Regions from separate parts of the Sus scrofa genome. Here region 1 is linked to region 2. The links are chromatin contacts, called in public Hi-C maps. All regions are on one chromosome and are shown on one strand. Each heading gives the region's core, a stretch centred on a gene start, on an enhancer-like site or on the middle of the called end of the contact. The rest is flanking DNA. Distances are from core to core; before and after follow the strand shown. Region 1 holds the start of CDC26 (anaphase-promoting complex subunit CDC26). Region 2 holds the start of SLC31A1 (high-affinity copper uptake protein).

Region 1 (6,010 bases), core at 2,649-5,148, 38 kb after region 2:
CTGCCTAGGAGTTCCATGGTGGTTCAGCGGGTTAAGGATCCGGCATTATCACTACTGTGGCTCAGGTCCTGCTGTGGTGTGATTTGATCCCTGGCCTGGGAACTTCTATATGCCGTGGGCACAGCCAATACCCCCCACCCCACCAAAAAAAAAAAAAAGAAAAACAAGCAAGATGCCTATAAAAGAGGATTCTAGACAACAATCATTTCAATCTCATGCTCTGTTCACAAGCAAATACTCTAGCTAAGAGAGTAAAATTAAATATCACATCTTAATTCAGTGTAGTTAATAGGAATATACACAAGCCATTAAATTTGATTAATATTATGTGCAAATTGTGAGGGATTTGTGATCACTTGCAAATACTAAAATCAGTTTACTAAATCTTAGGAAAACTCCCTCTAACTCACCAATTCACAGGGTTATCCTTAGGGTCTAAGTAGGTGCTAAATGGATAGGTCATTCATTAAACAAACACTTCTTGTACTCCAGCTACACAGTTAAAAGGCATAGCCACAGTCTGTGGAAAAAACAAACAAAGAGAAAATTTCAATACAGTGTAATAAGAACGCTGAGGAGGGTAACGCAATGGTATCACATAAGCACTCAGTCCAGTGGGGTGAAGAGGGATGTGCAAGACTTCCTGGTAGAGATGATGTCTTAGTTGATGTGTGAAGGGCAGGCAGAGAAAGGGGCTTAAGGGCATCCGAGGCAGAGAGAACAAGTATGCACAGAGGCCAAGGGAACACCCTAGAATATGAAAATCCAAAGTAATTTGTATGCTTAAAAAAAAAAAAAAAAAAAAAGGTTTTCTTCTTTTCTTTATTTTTGACTTTTGCCATTTCTTGGGCCGCTCCTGCAGCATATGGAGGTTCCCAGGCTAGGGGTTGAATCAGAGCCGCAGCTGCCAGCCCACACCACAGCCACAGCAACTCAGGATCCAAGCCTCTTCCGCAACCTACACCACAGCTCACGGCAATGCCAGATCCCCAACCCACTTGGCAAGGCCAGGGATCGAACCTGCAACCTCATGGTTCCTAGTTGGATTTATTAACCACTGCGCCATGACGGGAACTCAAAAAAAAAGATTTTCTTTAGAAGGAAACTCCTAAACTGAGTTTAAAAGCTGTTGAGGGCATCATTTTTTTTTTCTTTTTAGGGCTGCACCTGCAGCATATGGAGGTTCCCAGGCCAGAGGTCAAATCGGAGCTATAGCCTCTAGCCTACACCACAGCCACAGCAACACAGGATCTGAGCCGAATTTTCGACCTACACCCCAACTCATGGCAACCCCGGATCCTTAACCCACTGAGCAAGGCCAGGGATGGAACCCGCATCCTCATGGATCCTAGTTAGATTTGTTAACCGCTGAGCCGCGAAGGAAACTCCAATGGCATCATCTTTATATTCCCAACAGCATCCTGTAGAGAATGTCTATAATAACCAATCAGTATATGTTTTGCTGAATAAATTTAGATATTCAAATTCAAAAAGTGAAATGAACTTTTCTCGAGCACCATGCTATGCTTTTCTTGTACATTCTCATTTTTAACACAGAAATACTATGACACTGGCAAAATTACCCTATTTTACAGATAAAGTTGAAGCTATTCAGTTGATTAACAAATGTCTCAGCCTTGGAGTTCTAGCTGAGACTTATCAGGTTAAGAATCCCACTAGTATCCACGAGGATGCAGGTTTGATCCCTGGCCTTGCTCAGTGGGTTAAGGATCCAGCATTGCCGTGAGCTGTGGTATAGGTTGCAGACAGGGCTTGGATCCTGTGTTGCTATGGTTTTGGTGTAGGCCGGCAGCTATAGCTCCAGTTTGGCTCCTAGTCTAGGAACTTCCATATACCTCAGGTGTGGCCCTAAAAAAGACCACACAAAAAAAGTGAGAATGAGGTAAGTGAAACCTCCTTTAAAGTATGTATAGTTCTGGAGTTCCCCTCATGGTGCAGCGGAAACAAATCCAACTAGGAACCATGAGGTTTCAGGTTCGATCCCTGGCCCCACTCAGTGGGTTGAGGATCCAGCATTGCTGTGATCTGTGGTATAGATTGCAGACTCGGCTCTACATGCCACTGCTGCAGCCCAATAAAGACAAAAGACAAAATAAATAAATAAATAAAATGAGGTATGTACAGTTCCCATCGTGGCGCAGTGGAAATGAATCTATCTGGGAACCATGAGGTTAAGGGTTCCATCCCTGGCCTCACTCAGAGGGTTGAGGATCCGGTGTTGTGGTGAGCTGTGGTACAGGCCGGCAGCTGTAGCTCTGATTAGACCCCTAGCCTGGGAACCTCCATATGCCGCAGGTGCGGCCCTAAAAAGCAAAAAAAAAGTATGTACAAACATAAATGATTATTACATGTTTCTAGGATGTAGCTAGGGACTGTGAAGTATACAAAAGATAAAATTTCCCCTCCTCCCATGAAGCCTGGGACTGAGACAAATGATATTATCAACACAAAACACTGACACATTACATTTCAAATTTTTTGGTACTAAATCAAATACGATTTTTTTTTTTTTTTTTTTTTGTCCTTTTAGGGCGCTCCCACAGCATATGGAAATTCCCAGGCTAGGGGTCTAATCAGAGCTGTGGCTGCCGGCCTACGCCAGGGCCACAGCAATGCCAGATCCGAGCCGCGTCTGCGACCTACACCACAGCTCACCCTAATGCCGGATCCTTAAGCTCCGGATCCAACTGAGCAAGGCCAGGGATCAAACCCACAACCTCTGGTTCCTAGTCGGATTCGTTTCTGCTGCGCCACGACAGGAACTCCCAAATCAAATAGGATCTTGATTCCAACGTAGACAAAGGCAAGAGGAAGCCAAAGTTCCAAGAGAATGCTTAAAAGAAAAAAACAACTGTGATACATTCTAACTTTCCCGCAAGCTGTAAAAAGCTCACCACTATGAAGAAGTATAGTGTAATGGGTAAAAGTGCTTGCTTTGGAGGCAAAGGGCAGAGACTCAAATTCTGTTGCCACTGATTTTGGACAATTAGCTTCGCCTTTCACTAGATCTTAGCTTCTTCCCTTGTATCTGTACTCAGGTGTTGTATGGATTGAATGACGTGATGCAGATAAGTGCCTGTAACGTACGTAACTTGGCATTTAGTAAACGCTCAAATATGTAGCCATTATTATTGTAACTGCCCTTGGAGAGGGTAGGAGGCTCTGTCCAGCTCGGGAAACAACAATAAATTTTGAAAAATCTCCACCCCCGATACGGGAGCAAAAACCTTGTCTTGTCGATCTCTGGTGCCCCAACACCCAGGGCAACACAGGGCTGTGCAGAGCTGCTTGCGCGCAGTTTACCTGACGCCTGACATTCTTCATCTCACTCCGAGTAATATAGACCAAACACAGGCCATGGCTCCTCCGCTGGCTCTTTATTTTACTCTGGCGCTAGAGGGCTCTTCGAGCTTATTCTTTCGCCACTGCCCAAATGCACCGAAAATCCACCCAGCTCAAAAGAAGCTGCCGAGAGAACTTCCCGACAGCGGAGGAAAGCACACTCCTTTCGCGGCTACAGGACCGCACTCCTGGGTCCGGGGCAAAGGTTTCCATGGCAACATGGTCCACCACTCTAGGAGGACTTAAAGCTCTTCGCAGGGCCGGGAGCGGCAGCAGACCCCGGAAGGTGCCGTTTCACTCCCGGAGTTCAGTCCGGAGGCGCGCGACTTGAAGCACCTACCTCTTTTCAGCCCTTTCCCGGAACCTCAGCGCCCACCCCGAATCTTCTGCTATGTCAACTGCACTACACCTCCCAGGTTGCTCTGAGTCTCTCTCCTCGCAGAACCTCGTCCTCCGCGTGCTCTTTTTAGAGGCTGTACGTGTCACAACGCTCAACGCACCCAGAGCCTTTCCTACTACGATTCCCATCATGCTCTACGGCGCCCAGGACGCGGCTTCGGCCCTCGGCCCACTTCCGGTCTGGACGTAATTCCGCTTTGTTAGGCGCGCGGTGGATGGTCTGGAACGTAGGGCTCGCCTCTTGCTGAAGCTTCGCGGCCTCGGAGCCCAGCATGGCTTCCTCGCGAGCCTCCTCCACGGTACGGATCTCGGCTCACTCTGGCAGGGCAGGGAGGGCGGAGGGGTGGGGGGTCCGTGCAGAACAGAGCCGTTAGGGAACGGGCGGTGGAGGACTGAGGAGGAAGGCTGCCAGACTCGGTCTGGTCTTAGAGAGCTGAGCAGCGTTTTTCTTTGAGTGACCGGAGTGTGTTTTAGGTCATTTTCATCTCTTACTACAACAACCCTAAAATGTAAATACCTCTTCCGTCTCGTTCAGAAACGGAGCTCTGAAAGGGAGTAGGGTTTTGGCCAAGATTTACGACAGTGTCAGTCTTGATTATAATGAGGCCTCCTAACTTCATATCTACTACCTCGCGTCTGAAAACGTTTGAATTGTATAGACCGGTAACTTTATAACTTGTTCCCCTTTATCATGGCGTTGGTTATTTCAGTTATTCTTGATATCTCCTGTGATGAGCAGTGGCCCTGAAAGTTTCATAAAACCCAAGAAGAGATTGCACCTCCAACCAAATGAAGTAAACATGTTCCAAAGCAAACCATTGATAGAAAAATCACAAGAGAAATTCACTAGTTTTATCTATCTCTTCCTATCTGCAAAACTTAAAGTGACTGAGAGACTGGAACACTCCCCCCTGCCCCACTCCATCAGGGAAGATACATCTTAATTGGTGTCCAACTTGTCTTTTTTGGGGGAGGGAATAGGATTGAAGCTCTGGATAAGCTTCATCCTCTGGGAAGCTAGCAAATTGCTGAGATTAAGCTTTAGGTTCATCCAGGTCTTTGATTTAACAGGCAACCAAAACTAAGGCACCTGATGACTTAGTCGCTCCTGTTGTGAAGAAACCACACATCTATTATGGAAGTTTGGAAGAAAAGGAGAGGGAACGGCTGGCCAAAGGAGAGTCTGGGATTTTGGGAAAAGAAGGACTTAAAGCAGGAATTGAAGCAGGGAATATTAACATAACCTCTGGTAAGATGCAAACTGTAGTCCATCTCTACTTTGGGTGCTCAAAATTTCTGTAATATTTACTTTCCTAAACGTAGATATCACAAGTATAGTGTCAGAAAACTTCGCATATTAAACTTGCATCTATTGGTGTTCCTATTGTGGCTCCCGGGTTACACGAACCCAACTTGTATCCAAGAGGATGCAGGTTGGATCCCTGACCTCATTCAAATGTGGATTAAAGGATCCACTGTTACTTTGAGCTGTGGTGTAGGTCTCAGACGTGGTTCAGATCCCAAGAGCCTGTGACTGTGTTGTAGGCTGGCAGCTGCAGCTCCAGTTTGACCCCTGGCCTGGGAACTTTCAAATGCCCCAAGTGCGGCCCTAACAAAGCAAAAAAACAAAAAAACAAACAAAAATTTGCATCTTTCGAAGGCCATACTTTCTGCCTACCCATTTAACATTACCCCAGAGCCTTTTTTCTTTTAACTTTTTTTTTTTTGTCTTTTTTGCCATTTCTTGGGCCACTCCCACGGCATATGGGAGGTTCCCAGGCTAGGGGTCTAATCGGAGCCGTAGCCGCCAGCCTATGCCAGAGCCACAGCAACTCGGGATCCAAGCTGCGTCTGCAACCTACACCACAGCTCACAGCAACGCCGGATCATTAACCCACTAAGCAAGGCCAGGGATCGAACCTGCAACCTCATGATTCCTAGTCAGATTCGTTAACCACTGCGCCACGACGGGAACTCCCAGAACCTTTTTTCTTAAAACCTTTTATACAGGTTTTCTTCCCTGAATTGTTAATAATTTTACTGGGAATTTATTCAGTGTGTGTTTGGATTCAGATTGATTCCACTTATCTTATGGATATCTAGGATAGTTCTGGCATTGGTTTGGAACTACCCTGGTTCATAATATTCTAACTTGTTCAGTTTTCCAATTATTTTTCACCCAAAATGAAATATCTCTTTCAATTAAAAGCAATAGCTGTTTTTATTTTGAAAGAGATTAGTTAGAAAT
Region 2 (5,937 bases), core at 2,395-4,894:
GAGGGTGTGGGGTCTATCCCTGGCCTCGCTCAGTGGGTTAAGGATCTGGTGTTGCCATGAGCTGTGGTGTAGGTCACAGACACAGCTCAGATCCTGCATTGCCGTGGCTGTGGCGTAGCCTGGCAGCTGTAGCTCTGATTGGACCCCTAGCCTGGGAACCTCCATATGCCTCATGTACAGCCCTAAAAAGCAAGGAAATAAATAAATAGACTGGGGTATGGAGAGCCAAGGATGGGAAGCAACTTGTCCACAAAATCACACTGCTAACTGGGGGCAGAATCAACATCAGAATCTAGGCTTTTCCATACCTTTTACAGAACTTAAAAATGCTTTCTTGAGTTCCCATTGTGGCTCAGTGGTTAATGAAGCCAACTAGGGACCATGAGGTCACGGGTTCGATCCCTGGCCTTGCTCAGTGGGTTAAGGATCCAGCGTTGCCTTGAGCTGTATTGTAGGTTGCAGAGGCAGCTCGGATCCCACATTGCTGTGGCTGTGGTGTAGGTTGGTGGCTACAGCTCCAATTGGACTGGAACCTCCATATGCCTCAGGTGCGGTTCTAGAAAAGGCAAAATAAATAAAGATGCTTTCTGATGAGCAGTTCCAGATTTCTCTTTTTTCTAGAGTTACATGGGTAATTTATCATTACCATGTTAATCATATCTCCACATATATCTTTTATATAATCCAAAACACAAGTATACACATAACTGGCCCCTTAAAAATGCTTTGTGTTTATTACTACTGTTGTGATTTTATTCTACTACTAAACTGGAAGTTTCTTAGGGGTAGGATCTGTATTAGCTGAAGTCCTACATTTAATAGGCGCTTACACATTTCTTCATTTCAAAGACTCAATGGTAGAGAAAGGGCTAAGACAAAAAACAATAAAAAAACACAGCATGCTGCACAGTGGGAAAATTAAAAAAAAAAAAACAAAAAAAACAGCAAGCCTCCTGAATCTGCTGACTACTCTTTATTTACAGTTTAATTATGGACTCTAAGAGGCCTAGAAACTTGGAATACAGATTATCAATCATCTATACAGTCATTCTAGGCACTAATACGCCCACTTCTATTAGGCTTGACTATCTTAAGTGGAATCAAGTAGGCCATATATTTTGGTCAAGATACTTAAAAAAATTAATAATCAAGAATATTTACAGTCCATTAGAGTTGTACAAGAGGAACTGAGAAGCAACGGCAGTGCTCACTGTCATATGTTCTACTTCCTTAGTGAAAAAAGCAGGAAAAGCTGAATCAGCGAATGTTGGTGAAACTTTCTGCATTCTCAAACCTGATTTGGTTTTTCTGGTTATTACTGGGATCAAAAATAAGTTACCTTAATAACTTTGTTTACTAAGCCTTTTATCATTCAAGTAGCTGTTGTCTGTGTTTAGAGGCACAGACTTATGCCTAGAACTAGTGTCTTAGCTCCTTGAGCAGCCTGCACAGGAAAGCAGCATAGCTGAGCCACCAAGAACTTATCTCAGGCCGGGAAGCTGGAGAAGAGCACATGATTGTCATTATCTAGGCAGGAATTTTCAGTCAGCAATGTACTGCTTGTTGCATGCAAGATGGGAGATCTAACATTCATTTACAGACTGCCCTCAAATGCTTGCACCTAGTGGAGAATGCATTGAAAGTGCATCTTGTAAATATTCAAAAGGCAGGCCATTTACAAGACAGGTTTGGATGAAAAAGCACTAATTCCAAAGGCTGACTACACAGTCAACAGCAAATGGCTGGACTACATGGCAATTTTAGTCAATGTTTTTGGGTGGAGTAGGGAAAAAAAGGAACCAAAGCATTGCTTAACTCCAAAATAAACAAGCAACTGAAAGAACTCAAAATGGAACTGTAGTGGCTGTAGGCTACCCTAAGTGAGGGTAGGGGTGGAACGGGAAGGTGAGAATGAAAAGAGGACTTAGGATGGCTAATGTAGAGGGGTCATAGTATAAGTCTAAATATCCTTATTAAGACCAAAAGAGACCATTAATCATTTCATGATTAATCTTTTTTTTTTTTTTTTTTTTTTTTTTTGTCTTTTTCCCACACCCTGCAGCATATGGAAGTTCCCAGGCTAGGGGTCAGTTGAAGCTGCAACTGCCGGCCTACACCAGTCACAGCAACCTGGGACCTGAGCCACATCCACAGCTCACAGCAATGCCAGATCCTTAACCCACTGAGCGGGAAAGAGATGGAACCCGGGTTCTCATGGATGCTAGTCGGGTTCCTTACTGCTGAGCCACAATGGGAACTCCCAACCATATATTGAACATACCCCCAGGACCAGAAGGAAGCTGAGAGCAGGCAGAGCAGCTTAATCATCTTGTAACCTAACCCCTAAGCGTTTAGTAGAACAAGAAGTATATACTGGTGCATTCATCACTCTCCAATACCTTCTTAAATTGGCTAGATATATTCAAAGACAGGCTCTGCAAGGATCAGAACTTGACAGCTCACAAGTCTGAAAGTAGTCAAGCTGTCTACTGACATGAAAGAAAGGAGAAAATGCTTAAGTAATTACTGGAAGAGACAAAGTCCTGCCACTTGAAGACCTGTACCCCAGCCTGGTATATATAATGGCTGGGGACAGAGAACAGCAATTGCAGTTTATTACATTGGTTTTAAGGTTTAGAATGCAATTTCACACCTCTTATACACTCAATAAGCACCCCCTGTGAAAGGGGCTGTGCTGAGCACTGGACAGAGATGGACAACGTGAGCAGGCCTTGTCCTATCAGGGCTCATACTCTAGTCGGTTCGGTGTGCAAAGATGAAGGCAGACACACGTGGGACCGTGGGGAAGGGAAAGCAACAAAAAGCTGACATCCAAGCTAGGTCTTGAAGAATGCTGAAGCTGACCCGCCAGCTCCAATTTTGAAGTGCCACCGCCTTATCTACGGAAAAAAAGTCTCATATCGGCCTCAGGTGAGGCATAAAAACTCTGAGACGGGTATTTTCATTAACAATCACCCCCACTTCACGGGAGAAACTGTGACCCCGAAAGGAAAAAGCGAACCCGACGGTCGCCTTCAGGGAGATGCCAGGTCCAGAATCCCGGTGGACAGACTCAGCAGTTTCGCGCTCCGTCGGGACTGAGACCTGTGGAGCACCGAAATGCGGCAAGCGTCTGGACCCGGAAGTTGGGAAGAGATCTGATAAGAGAGAGACCCCTCCAACCGTGCGCCAGGCTCTCTCAGCCACGCCCTCTGTCCCACGCTTTTGTCACTCACCCGCCGCTAGGCGAGAGGAAGTCGGTGTCGTCTTCGTCGCTCGCACCGAACATCTCGCTGGCTTTCGCCCCGCTGTAGGGAGGAGGTCGGCGAATTTCCAGGGCCTTTCACCGCCGACGTCGTAAATTGCCGCAGGGGCGTGCTGCTTTCCGGCAGGACGAACTCTCGGTTACTCTTGCCAGCAAGATTAGGTTATTGAGGAGGTGGAGCAAAGGCAAAGGAGGGGACCAGGCGTGGGAGGCACGCCGCGTGACGTAAAGCTTCTCGCTCACTCAGAGGCGGCTTGATCCGCGGACGCTCCGAAATCCCGTGCGGCAATTGGCCGGCGAGACAAGAGGCGGGGTAGGGGCGGGATAAGGGCGGGAATCGGCACTTAAGTGGAGGTCTTGTACACGTCGAGCCGTCAGAAGTGCAGGGGTCTTCTGAAGAGTCTTGACAGAGAAGCGGATCGAGGCTCTGAGAGGGAAGCGTCGGTGGCGGCACTCGATCTGGGGAGGTAAGGCCTTTTTCGCCCTTCTTGCAACATTTGGCAGCACGAGCACACAGTCCTTCCCCCTCTAGGGCAAGGACCTTCGCGCCACTCTGCTCAGCTCCGCGAAAGGGCCTGGGGACTGGATCTGAAAACCAGAGCTTTCGGCCAGGCCCGTAAGAGTGACTTAGCTGGAGTGACCTTGGGGCAGGGTGTTCTGTGACTCAGTTTCCCCGTCTGTAAAATGGGGGACCTGATTGCCCCTACCGCTTAGTACCCTGTGGCTGACCTCGCTGTTTATTCAACGGATTGTTTATCCAGTGCTTCCGTGTGTTGGCTGGATTGGTCATCAAATTCAATCGCAGTCTCATAATCCCAGAATTTATAGGTAAGGTAAGGGAGGAACTAAGCCCTTGGCTGACTAGTGGACTATTCCGAGGTCACACAGAGTAAAGGGCAGGCTGGGGCTAGATGCTTGGTGTCTAGACCTTATCAGGGCTGAAGCACTGGGTTCGCGTTCGGAGTGTTTATTGCTACACTGTGGCATGCTTTTGGAGAGAAGTCCTCTCCCTAGAGTAGACCTAGCAGGAGAGCTAGAACACAATGGAGATGGGTGATGGAAAGGAGGAAACTTCAAAATCTGAAGATCCTCAGCCACAACCTTGGTCTGGGTTTTGCTTAGTTTCTTGCCACAGACTTAACATCAGTTCCCTGCCTCCAGTTTCCACCCTCTCTGTATATCATAACCATTTCTTATATATGTTAACCTAGTGTAACTCCTGGAACAATCTCCAGGTAGGCCTGGCTTAGCTAAGGTGTGGATAAGCAGATAATAACCCTTTGTAGGACCCATTGATCTCCTCAGGGCTTCTCTCAATGAGAGTAGTATAAGTGTGCCTTACCTGAATGTTTTAGTAATCTGTTGCATGAAATAGAGGTGAAGTGACTTCCCCTCCCAGAGACTTCATAACCTCTTGGCACTTTCCTGGTTCTACTTTTGTTGTAGTTTTGTGTGCTTCTACTAAATTGTAAGCTCAAGGATGGTTACTTTATTCATCTTGGTGACTCCTGTGTCACAGAGCACTGCCTTATTGCCCATAATGGGTTCTCAGTAATTCTTTTTTGCTCTTTTCTAGGGTATATGGAGATTCCCAGGCTAGGGGTCTAATCAGAGCTGTAGCTGCTGGCCTATGCCAGAGCCACAGCAACACTGGATCCGAACCATGTCTGCGACCTCCACCACAGCTCAGAGCAACACCGGATCCTTAACCCACTGAGTGAGGCCAGGGATCAAACCCTCAACCTCATGGTTCCTAGTGGGATTCGTTAACCACTGAGCCACGATGGGAACTCCAAGGGTTCTCATTCTTTGTTAGCATCCATGAGGACATGGGTTTGGTCCCTGGCCTTGCTCAGTGGGTTAAGGATCTGGCATTGCTGTGAGCTGTGGTGTAGGTATCAGCTCAGATCCCAGGTTGCTGTGGCTCTGGTGTAGGCTACACCGATTGCACCCCTAGCCAGGGAACCTCCATATGCGGTGGGTGCAGCCCTAAAAGACACACACACACACAGAAAAATGCTGTACTAGATGTGAACTGTCTGGGTTGCTTAGTCTCTTATTAACTGAAGGCTTTACTATTGAAAGGTGTAGGGGGGAATAGTGTAGCTAGAAATAGTATACGTAGGTTTTACTTTTGTTCAAGTATCCTTCTGTTAACCTGAGGACTAGGGTTGTTCTCTACTTCCTGTGTTTATTTTACAAGATGGTTAAAGCAGTGAGGTCTGACAGTGCTAAAGCAATGATGCAATTGGAGTCTAAGCACTGGAACTGGAACCCTTTGTAGTAGCTCTGTTCAGAATGTGAGCTTGGCTACCTCAGAAAAAAAAATGAGCTACGTTGCTGCAGCAGCAACATAGTTCATTCTTAGCCCTCTCCACAGTACTGGTCATTGTCACTCCAGCACTGAAACATCTGAATTGTACTTTTAACAACGCTAATGCCAGTAATCATTGAGGGCTTATTTTCTGTCCTTGAGGGGTGTTTTTAATCCAGAGAGTTAGATAGGCAGGACTCCTAAAATCTGGATCAACCTTTTTGGTGTTGGAAACACTGCCTGCCCAGATCCCCTTTTGGGAACACAGTTAATGGTTCTAATTGGCAGTATGAGGAAGGGGAAGGTAGTGATGAGGCAGATTGAGGGCAATTTAAGTCCCATAAGTAGAAATTAATGA

Evidence for each region. Hi-C and Micro-C count contacts between places; a contact is called where the count stands out from the background.
Region 1: a Hi-C map of skeletal muscle shows a contact between it and region 2, with 3 times the contacts expected there. The contact joins the promoter of CDC26 here to the promoter of SLC31A1 in region 2. A contact is called at or near these places in 1 of 5 promoter capture datasets (liver), 8 of 47 Hi-C or Micro-C datasets (brain, fibroblasts, heart right ventricle and 2 more) and 2 of 2 datasets of contacts at active chromatin or transcription factors (alveolar macrophages and skeletal muscle).

Annotation. Positions count from the first base shown.
Region 1 is chr1:253,902,761-253,908,770 of Sscrofa11.1, forward strand. It overlaps CDC26 (anaphase-promoting complex subunit CDC26), which reads right to left and starts at 3,899. Exons shown (of 4, transcript XM_021067696.1): 1 at 3,704-3,899; 2 at 411-520. The coding sequence starts at 463. It overlaps PRPF4 (U4/U6 small nuclear ribonucleoprotein Prp4), which reads left to right and starts at 3,971. Exons shown (of 14, transcript XM_005660339.3): 1 at 3,971-4,061; 2 at 4,834-5,011.
Region 2 is chr1:253,864,745-253,870,681 of Sscrofa11.1, forward strand. It overlaps SLC31A1 (high-affinity copper uptake protein), which reads left to right and starts at 3,645. Exons shown (of 5, transcript NM_214100.3): 1 at 3,645-3,732. It overlaps FKBP15 (FK506-binding protein 15), which reads right to left and starts at 3,441. Exons shown (of 30, transcript XM_021067627.1): 1 at 3,237-3,441. The coding sequence starts at 3,289.